Regions from separate parts of the Mus musculus genome. Here region 1 is linked to region 2. The links are chromatin contacts, called in public promoter capture Hi-C maps. All regions are on one chromosome and are shown on one strand. Each heading gives the region's core, a stretch centred on a gene start, on an enhancer-like site or on the middle of the called end of the contact. The rest is flanking DNA. Distances are from core to core; before and after follow the strand shown. Region 1 overlaps Acsl3 (acyl-CoA synthetase long-chain family member 3). Region 2 holds the start of Mogat1 (monoacylglycerol O-acyltransferase 1).

The links. Promoter capture Hi-C pulls out the DNA fragments that hold promoters and counts their contacts.
Region 1: a promoter capture Hi-C map of liver shows a contact between it and region 2. The contact joins the enhancer-like site here to the promoter of Mogat1 in region 2. A contact is called at or near these places in 20 of 39 promoter capture datasets (the 3T3-L1 cell line, 3T3-L1-derived adipocytes, the C10 cell line and 9 more), 3 of 15 datasets of contacts at CTCF or cohesin (CD8 T cells, the NIH/3T3 cell line and embryonic stem cells), 19 of 484 Hi-C or Micro-C datasets (the AtT-20 cell line, the C3H10T1/2 cell line, the Patski cell line and 11 more), 2 of 115 datasets of contacts at active chromatin or transcription factors (embryonic stem cells and large pre-B cells) and 3 of 9 other capture datasets (adipose tissue, liver and pancreatic islet).

Annotation. Positions count from the first base shown.
Region 1 is chr1:78,692,139-78,697,075 of GRCm38.p6, forward strand. Acsl3 (acyl-CoA synthetase long-chain family member 3) reads left to right here. Exons shown (of 15, transcript NM_001033606.2): 5 at 1-82; 6 at 2,058-2,208; 7 at 3,943-4,066; 8 at 4,291-4,362; 9 at 4,752-4,891. Among named protein-coding and RNA genes, the nearest start is that of Gm51635, 14 kb to the left of the region's middle. Within about 2 kb of position 1,728, at least 4 of the 459 cell types and tissues checked have an H3K27ac peak or open chromatin away from gene starts, as enhancers often do. A contact at or near this core is called in liver, where this site is marked.
Region 2 is chr1:78,509,476-78,514,624 of GRCm38.p6, forward strand. It overlaps Mogat1 (monoacylglycerol O-acyltransferase 1), which reads left to right and starts at 1,585. Exons shown (of 7, transcript NM_026713.3): 1 at 1,585-1,613; 2 at 2,393-2,580. The coding sequence starts at 2,487.

The sequences.
Region 1 (4,937 bases), core at 478-2,977, 180 kb after region 2:
CCAACCTGGTCTGAGTTCCCCAAAGGTGTCATTGTACACACCATGGCTGCAGTGCAGGCTCTAGGAGTGAAGGCCAACGTGGGTACGTTGTGATCATTCCAGATGTGCACTCTCTGCTCACCTTGTTCTAGACTGTAACTGTGGAAATGGGTTCTTCTTTATTACTTTTACCTAGCCTTTAAAGAAAGACTTGAGGAAAATGCCAACACTTATTTATTCTTCTTAAATTATGGACTGGGAATGTTAACTCATTATGCAGAGTGTTTGCCCAGCATGCTCTAAGGCCTGGGTTTGATTCCCCAGTGTCGCATAACATTGGACATGATGGCACATGCCTGCCACCTCAGCACCAGGAGGTGGAGGCAGAAGGATCAGAATTGATCATCATTGACCAGGGAGCTAGTGCAAGGCCAGACCGGGCTACAAAAGCCAGACTGGGCTACATGAGACCCTGTCTGCAAAACAAGGGCAGCAATAACCAAAAAGCAGTAGTGGTTACTTGAAGTAAATTTAAAGTACTTACACATCATTCAATTTTCTGTTCACTTTTTCTGAAAGTTTTGAGTAGTTTAAAGTTAAGCACTTTAAATAGACACATTAGAGTTAGTCTTCAGCTAGAGTTTCTAAGCCAGGAGTCCTCTTTTTCACTTCTCTCTCCTCGTACTTGCCTATGCAGAGTTTTTAATCTTCCAGATGACACAAGGCATAGACACTTTCAAAGCAGTAACTGTCAAAGAAATGAGCATCAGAAAATGTAGACTGCAGGTCTCTGGCATGTTGTAATGGTATTTCCTCTGTAGTTAGAAGTTGGGTGATTCTGATTAGGGACAGGATAATGCTGTCATTACGGGAATATCAGGGATGATAATATTTTAGCATATTGAGTTGTAGGTATTGGTGGGCATTCAGAGAATGTTGACCAGTACCGTCTAGTTATAGAAAAAGAAAAGAAGAGAAAAGAAAAGAAAAAAAGAAAAGAGAAAAGAAAAGAATGTATTATGTGGTTCATTGTTAAGAAGTCATCTGGCCTGGTATGAGAGAAGGGGACATACTTGAAGAACCTTTTACATTGCATTAGCTTTGGGATATGCGTGTAGACAGGCAGATGGTGGTGATACCATCTGGTTGTCTCCTGTGCCTTTCCTGTAGTGTGTTGGTTGTTGATTTTAGGCTAGATGTCTTGTGACTACAGACAAGCAACACTGAGCAACCCTGGGAGTTGAGTATAACCAACAAGGTCATCTCCTGAAGCAGGGACACATTAGTGAGTGTGCAGGTATAAAGGTTCAGGCCCCTTTATTCTGAGGAGCTCCTCATTTTTTTTTTTTAATTCCATTTTCAACTTACATAGCCACTCAGCAGCCAAGTTTATATAGCTCCAAAGTCATTTTTGCTTCAGATGCTGGCCTGCCTCTGCTGAAAAGGGCCTTTCATCTGATCCCAGGGGTGAGATGCAGCCCTCCTCAGTGCCTTCTGCGGCTGCCTGTGGTGCTGGGTGCTGCTCCACTGGTACTTAGGGTTACTCCAGTCCCACCGCAGTGCTAGTGTTTATAGATGCCAGGCACACTTCTACCTTAAAGCCTTTGTACTGACTTGTTTACCCCCCCCCCCCCCCCCCCGTCTGTCTGTCTGTCTATTGATCAATCTATCGATCTATCTAACCAACGTACCAAATGGAACATGATCTGTGTAAACTGTACCAGAGCTTACCATGCGTCCTAGGCTGGCCTTGACGTTAAGATCTCATTTTAGCTTCCTGAGTGTGCATTTGCAGACATCTGCTACCATGTCCACTGCTTTGTACGTCTATGTGAACTACTGGCTTCCCAGGACTTTTGTGGCTACTTTGCTTACCCTTTGCCAGAATGCTGCACCTAAGCAGTGTTATCTGACCCTGTCTTTATTTCCTCCGTGGCTCTAATTATAGACTTAACCTGTTTGTCCCAGTATTGTTTATGCCTCCTTATGTGTTGACTGCTGTTTGAGTGTTAGAAGAAAATTGCTGATAGAGCTGAGTTTCTTCTTTTTTGTTTCCCTTTTTCTTTTCTTCAACGTAGAAAAGAAAGCTCACAGCAAACCACTGCCCTCAGATATTGCAGTAATCATGTACACAAGTGGGTCCACAGGAATTCCAAAGGGAGTCATGATCTCACACAGCAACATCATTGCTTCTATAACGGGGATGGCGAGAAGGATTCCAAGACTGGGGTATGTCATTGTAAAACTCAAGAGTGACTGTATTTGTAGCTGTTAAGAGTTCAAACATTTGTGCCATTTTAGTAGATGGTTAAAGTATTCCCCAGGTGTCTAAAAGTAGAAATTTTAGAGAACATTAATTTTAAAAGTCAACATTTTAAAATTTATTTGTGTGTATGTGTGTATGTATGTATGAATGTATGTGTGTCTAGCCACATGTATATGTCTGCATTTGAGTGCCAGCACCTCCTCTTTACTCGTGCGTTAGCACTTTGCTTCTGCAGCAGACCACATTCTGAAAGTGCTTGCCTCCTTGGTTTTCGGTTGGGCTATAGTTGTTCTTTCTGTCTCTAATCTCTATCTTATCAGCAGGGACTCAGATGCTTAGCTTAGCTGTGCTCCATGTAAGCTTGCTGTAGTCAACTTCTGGCAGAGAGCTCCCATAACCTTTTGTAGGCATAAATTTTTTTTGCAATGTACTTTTAGTAATGGTTCAACCTCTCCTTTAGCCCACCACCCACTAGAGACAGTGGAAGAGGAAAGTTATTAGGATATGGGGGAAGTGGTCCTGTTTAGCAAAAGTTCTTTTGGGGCAAGCTCAGTCTTCTGTCTTAGCAGTTTAGTCCTGCAGCAAATACCAAATAGGACTCAGCAGCTGCAGACTAGTCCTCTAGGCAGGCAGACAGCACACCCAGACTGGCAACTTACAGTCCAGTCCTCTCAGCAGGCAGATCACCGGGCACGAACCAGCAGCTGCAGTTGAATTGTGGAGAAACCGCAAGGTTCACCAACCGGCCAGCCTGAGGTGAGGCCAGCTGCCGCAGGAACCTCACAAGCAGTTCTCAGGCGAGTTTCTCTCAAAGGCAGCCTAACCACAGTTGAGCTCAACATTGCTATCTAAGGTGAACCAATAGGTGTGTGTCATTAGGAAGAAGAGTGAGGCAGAGCAAACCAAACCAAAACTCATCTCCCACTGCCTGTGGGGTCAGATTTATATTCCTTCATCAAGTGTCCTTTCATGTTTGCTCTATGCATACATCCTCTCACCTGTGTCTGCTTCAGGAAGACATCCTTTCACGTGTTTGCTCTATGCATACATCCTCTCACCTGTGTCTGCTTCAGGAAGACATCCTTTCACGTGTTTGCTCTATGCATAAATCCTCTCACCTGTGTCTGCTTCAGGAAGACATCCTTTCACGAGTTTGCTCTATGCGTACACCCTCTCACCTGTGTCTGCTTCAGGAAGACATCCTTTCACGTGTTTGCTCTATGCATACATCCTCTCACCTGTGTCTGCTTCAGGAAGACATCCTTTCACGTGTTTGCTCTATGCATAAATCCTCTCACCTGTGTCTGCTTCAGGAAGACATCCTTTCACGTGTTTGCTCTATGCATACATCCTCTCACCTGTGTCTGCTTCAGGAAGACATCCTTTCACGTGTTTGCTCTATGCATAAATCCTCTCACCTGTGTCTGCTTCAGGAAGACATCCTTTCACGTGTTTGCTCTATGCATACATCCTCTCACCTGTGTCTGCTTCAGGAAGACATCCTTTCACGTGTTTGCTCTATGCATACATTTTCTCACCTGTGTCTGCTTCAGGAAGACATCCTTTCACAGTTTGCTCTATGCATACATCCTCTCACCTGTGTGCTCTGGCAAAGCATTCATCATTCGACATAACTAAATTTCTAAAGATACTAGACGTTTCCACTTTAACCTTTGCTTTACTCACCTTCCTTTCAGAGAGGAAGATGTGTATATTGGCTACTTGCCCCTGGCACATGTTCTAGAATTAAGTGCTGAGCTTGTGTGTCTTTCTCATGGATGCCGAATCGGCTACTCTTCACCACAGACATTAGCAGATCAGGTAAATCACATATCTGCAACTCGAAATACTAAATGTATTTTTAACATGTTTTCTCTATCAGTTTACATTGTATCTTCAATTATCTTAATATAAACATTTGCCTTGTATGTCTAGAATATAAGTATACTGAAAGGGTAAATATATCATATGCCTTTGAGCTAAGAATGCCATTAGGATTTTAAGTTAAAGATCTTTATGTAGATTATTTTTTTCCTGTTCTTTAGTCTTCAAAAATAAAAAAAGGAAGCAAAGGAGACACATCCGTGCTGAAGCCAACACTGATGGCAGCTGTTCCGGTAAGAACTGCCCATTCAGGAAGTGCTGTCAGCCACAGGCCATGGGGTGGTAATAGCACTTTCAAACAAATTATGATTTTACCTAAGATTTTTAGTTCTGATAAAATATATCTTTAAAATGAATTCATATCTTGCCAGTGAGGTCACTGAATGGATGAGGTGCTTGCTGTGCAAGTCTGAGGACTGAGTTAGTTCCAAGAATCCACGTAAAGGTGGAAGGAGACACTCAAGTCCATGTAATTGTCCTCTAGCCGCCATGTATGCACCACGGCACAGGCTGCATGCATTGTCCTATATCACATAGACAACAGTTGGAAGTATTAATCATATGGGTGTGATTTAAATATGAAGGTTGCTCATAGAGTTAATGAACTCATTTATGCATCTAGGAAATCATGGATCGGATCTACAAAAATGTCATGAATAAAGTGAATGAAATGAGTGCTTTTCAACGAAACTTGTTTATTTTGGCATATAATTATAAGATGGAACAGATTTCAAAAGGGTGTAGTACTCCACTGTGTGACCGGTAAGTAAAGCCAGTTCTCTGTGTCAATGACAGAGTTCAAATCAAC
Region 2 (5,149 bases), core at 335-2,834:
GAATGACTTCAACGGACTGTGATATGTGTTTGGGCGGGAGAACAGCTTGCTCTTCGTTCATGCCCAATATCCAGTAGCCATATAACAGTTCACAACTGTCTGTAACTCAAGTTCCAGGGATCCAATACCTCTTCTGGCCTCTGTGGGCACCCAGACATACATGTAGTACACAGACAGACAGACAGATCACCCATACACATAAAATCAAAATAGAAAAAAACCCTACACATATAAAAGTAAATAAGTCTTTTAAAACACGATGGTTCTTGCTGATCCTGATGTTGCCTGCCTGTAAGCCCCTTAGGGAGGTGGGTCACGAGATCAAGTTCATTAACATATGGAATGCAGCTCACCTGAGCAACAGGAGTCCCTCTCTCAAGCCAGTCCTCCACCTCCAACAAAAGATTCAATTGTTCTTTACTAGCTGCTTTCTGTGAGGTGACAAATGCATCATCAATAACATTCTAAGTGGTTAGGACCAAGGGTTTTAGGTGTTCTGCATATCCTACCATTTGTATCTTTCATCTGAATTTCATTTCATCTCTGTTCTGCCTAGCTTCCAGGAAAGGACAAGACAGAGTCTTCAGCACTTACCTACAATTACAGCTCTTCTCCTTCTCTCCTCTTCTCGCCTCTTTTCTCCTCTCCTCTCCTCTCCTCTCCTCTCCTCTCCTCTCCTCTCCTCTCCTCTCCTCTCCTCTCCTCTCCTCTCCTCTCCTTTCCTCTCCTCCTCCTCTCTCTCTCCCCTCCCCTCCTCCTCTCTCTCTCCCCTCCCCTCCTCCTCTCTCTCTCCCCTCCCCTCCCCTCCCTTCCCCTCCCCTCTCCTCTCCTCTCCTCCTCCCCTCTCTCTCTCCGCTCCCCTCCCCTCTCCGCTCCCCTCCCGTCCCCTCACCTCGCCTGGCCTCACCTGGCCTCGCCTGGCCTCTCCTCGCCTGGCCTCTCCTCTCCTCTCCTCTCCTCTCCTCTCCTCTCCTCTCCTCTCCTCTCCTCTCCTCTCCTCTCCTCTCCTCTCTCTCTCCTCTCTGTCTGTCTCTGTCTCTCTATCTGTGTGTGTGTGTGTGTGTGTGTGTAGGTTGTTTTAATTGTTGAGACAGGGTCTGGTAGCCCAGGCTGGCCTCTACTTTGAGTCCCAATTTCCCTAGCTCCAAATTGGCATGAATACTTCGAAGTGTTGCTATGGAGTCAGGGCATACCTGGCAAGAGACTGTCACAGTGTGTGACATAATATTCAATCACAGAATCTCCCACCTAGCATGGAGGGTGGCTCAGAAAGAACTCTAAGAAAGAAGAAAGTACCTCTTCGACCAGAAAAACAAAACTAAAACAAACAAACAAACAAAAACAGTTTTGCCAAGAAGTTACAAATGGTGCCCTTCCCCTTTTCTTAGGAAGACCTTTGCACACACATTTCCCTTTGCCTGTAGACCTCTTCAGTTAATTAAAGCAATCATTTAAAACTCAAGGGCTGGAAAGACAGCTCAACTGTTAAAATGCTTGCAAGCGTGAAAAATCTGAATCTGATGTCCAGAATTCAGGTAAAAAGTCAGGCTGGTGAGGTAATACCAGAGCACGCCCAGAGCTTTTGGGAGCTTTTGCCAGAGCAGCCTAATTGGGTGAGTCCCAAGCTCCGTTGACTCTATCTCAAAAACCAAAGTCGAGGGCTAAGATAGTATTGAGAAACATATCTGAGGTTCACTTCTGGTCTCTCCACATGCTGCTGTGCACACATTTAAGAAAACTATGCAGGTAAACGCTGAGAAAGAAACAGGCACAAGAAGTTGTCCCACCGGATTCTAACTCTTTCACTCTAGCGTTTATAATAGGGTCTTGTAATTGTATACTATTCAGTTGTATGGTTAGTTTGCTTAGATTTTTTCCTGCCCCCCCCCCAAAAAGGTCATTTTCTCACAAGATAATGGAGATTTGGTGGGCTTTCAGTATATATGGGTTAAGAGAATGAATGAAAGGAAATCATCCAGGATTTGTGTAGGAATTTTAGGACACAAAAGAAAACACAAAAAGAGAGACCCGTGCGTGCACTCGCATACGCACACACCTTGGGGGGGGGGGTAGTGTGGAGACCCACACTAATAAACGCAAGTCCCACACTTTCCTCCAGCTAGTGCTGGACCTCAAAGAACTAACCAAACTACCCACTCCCCAATTCTTGGCTTCAGAGGATGAGGTGGGTTTATGGGTGGATGCTGGAGCTGAGTGCTAGGCGGTCTATCAGATGAACAATGGTCAAATACGGGTGGAGGCCCAGGCCCTAGCGATTGGGCAGGCAGGCTGACCTCTCCCACGAGTGACCAGGGTTCTGCCTCAAGCTGTGATTAGTGATCCCCAGCACCCCGCCTCAACGCCGCGCACCCTCCCTCACCTCCTGCCCCAGGGCGAATTGGTTCCTTTCCGGCCAGCTGGAGCCTCGGCCTCCCAGTCGGTAGCAGTACCACAAATCCTGCGAAAGGAGTCCTCCGGGTAGAACCATGATGGTCGAGTTCGCGCCACTCAACACCCCGCTGGCACGGTGCCTACAGACCGCTGCGGTGCTGCAGTGGGTCCTGTCCTTCCTCCTGCTCGGTAAGAGCTCCGCCGTGCCAAACACTCACCAGACACAGTCCCTACCCTACTGCGCACAGCCTCTGGTTCCTGGGTCTGCCTGGTCAGACAGTGTTCACCTACTGTGGGACTCCCTGCTTTGGATTCCTCTCCCTCTCTCCCTCTCTCCCTCTCTCCCTCTCTCCCTCTCTCCCTCTCTCCCTCTCTCCCTCTCTCCCTCTCTCCCTCTCTCCCTCTCTCCCTCTCTCCCTCTCTCCCCCTCTTCCCCCTTTCCCCCTCCCCCTTTCTCTCTCCCTCTCTCCCCCTTTTCCCCCTTTCCCCCTCCCCCTTTCTCTCCCTCTCTCTCTCTCTCTCTCCCTCTCTCCCCCTCTTCCCCCTTTCCCCCTCCCCCTTTCTCTCTCTCTCTCTCTCTCTCTCTCTCTCCCTCTCTCCCCCTCTTCCCCCTCCCCCCCCTCTCTCTCATATTTCCTCTATGTAGCCCTGGCTGTCCCAGAAGAACTTGCTCTGTAGAACTCTTTATGCTGGCCTAGAACTCATAGATCTGCCTGCCTTTGCAAGGCAAGTGTTGGGATTAAAGACATGTGCAACTATGACTGGCCCGTACTATTTTGTTTCTAAAGCGAGGTTTGTCTTACTTACAATGGAAGACAATATACAGCTTTTCAATATACAGCTGGGTAAATTGGGGGCAACTATGGTCTCCCAAATGTAGTGATGGTCCCATCTAGAAAGTGGGTGCTATACAAAGTTTCATTTTAGTCTCTCAATGGCTGCCAATTCATTTCTGGATCCCTCAACTCATAATGAGTAAGTAATGCCCCTAGGTATTAAAACTTTGCCATCTTGACATCAGGACAAAGAGCTATTGTTAGTTTTCTATTTTCGGGTTGCCTTCGCTCCCGGGCTTTTCTGCCTAGACCCAACTACATGTTTGGGTTGGATTCGAGCGCCTTCTGTTTGGAAATAATTCACCCTGGGGTGTGTTCTGGAGTAAGGCTAAGCCCACGAAGTGACAGTATAGGATCCAGATAGCTGGACAGCACTTGGAGGAAGCTTGTCCTGAGTGTGTCATGCTCGTGGAGAAAGGTGGTGACACACAACGAGAAGAGAGGAATAACTATGAACTTCTATGCTTAAACTTTGCAGAGAAGCAGAAATGGCCCATATGGGCCAAGTCAGAGTCGCACACCTGTGGGGCTAAGTAATAATAACAACAGTCATTGCATTGCAGAGTTTTGCATGTTGGAAGCAGTTTCATGTGTTCAGTGCACTTACAGTGTCTCAGCCATGACTGTATATAAGGACCACTGAAGGAGCTGGGCTGCTGCAGCTACTGCTTCTTCTTAGTTATCCTCCTCTTCCTCCTCCTTCACCTTCCTCCTCCTCCTCCTACTCTTCATCTTTTTTTTTTTTTTTTTTTTTTTGAGACAGGGTTTCTCTGTGTAACCCTGGCTACCCTTGAACTCTTGCTGTAGACCAGGCTAGCCTTGAACTCAGAGGTCCACCTGCCTATGCCTCCTGAGTGCTGGGATTAAGGGCTTTAGCCACCACTATCATTGAAGGAGCTTTTTTAACACTCTGATGCCCAGGCTCCAGCCCTAGTATTTCTAGCTCGTTTGTCTTGGATTGCAGCCTTTACTCAGACATATAAAAACAAAAACAGAGGCAAAACTCTTCAAGTGTGCAGCAAGGGTTTATGAAAAGGTGATTCAGAGCACTAACTAACTCATTAGGGCCTCACAGACCAAACTCAGAGGCTGAGTGGTGACGGTGCAGTTCATTCTTCTCTGGACTGAGGACCAAGGAAGACCCCGAGGACACTATATCCAGCATTCAGTACTGCCAATGGCCCCCAAGCACCTTCTGTTATTACCCACACCCTCCTTATAGTTAGAGCATGTCAAGGACTCTTTCTCCTGTCTGTACAGATGGCGGAGCTGAGAGACGAAGTAAATTACTCTGTATCACAAGGCTAGTATAGTAAGTGGAGAAGCTGGAGGCAACACGAGTGTTCTATCCAATGTCCCTGGCTCAGCCACTGTGTGCCTGCTTTGGTGGCCTCACTTTCTAACCCAGATCTCAGAGAGCCCACAGTCCTTTTCGTTCATGGCATGGATTGTATTTGTAAATGTCTGCAGTTGTAGATGTCTGTGTCAGCATCCTAGTGTGCAAGTTTAGGGAAGGAGCCCCCAGCAGCTGCCTGGCCAGTGATACCCAGATACCCAAGAGGGTGTGTCCTAGGATTATTTCTACCCCATCACCCAAATAGAAGCTACCCTCCACGTGTCCCTGGAAGTATACACTCATGTCATCTCCTTAGCAGTCCAGTAAGGGTTCCTTCCTCGTCTCACTCACAATGAGGAAAGCATTGCACAGGGTCACTTAGCTTGGTGGGAGGTCTCAGAGGATGTATGCTACATGCAGGTAGATTTCATTTTTAGACACAGAAGGGCAGAGAATAGGAGGTGGATTTCCACAAACCAACTGTCTTGGTTTCTTTCTTTTTCTTAGCCTGATTTTGTTTCTTTGTGTGTGGTTTTTGTTGTTGTTGTTGTTGTTGTTTTATTTAGGTTTTAGAGATAAGGCTTCA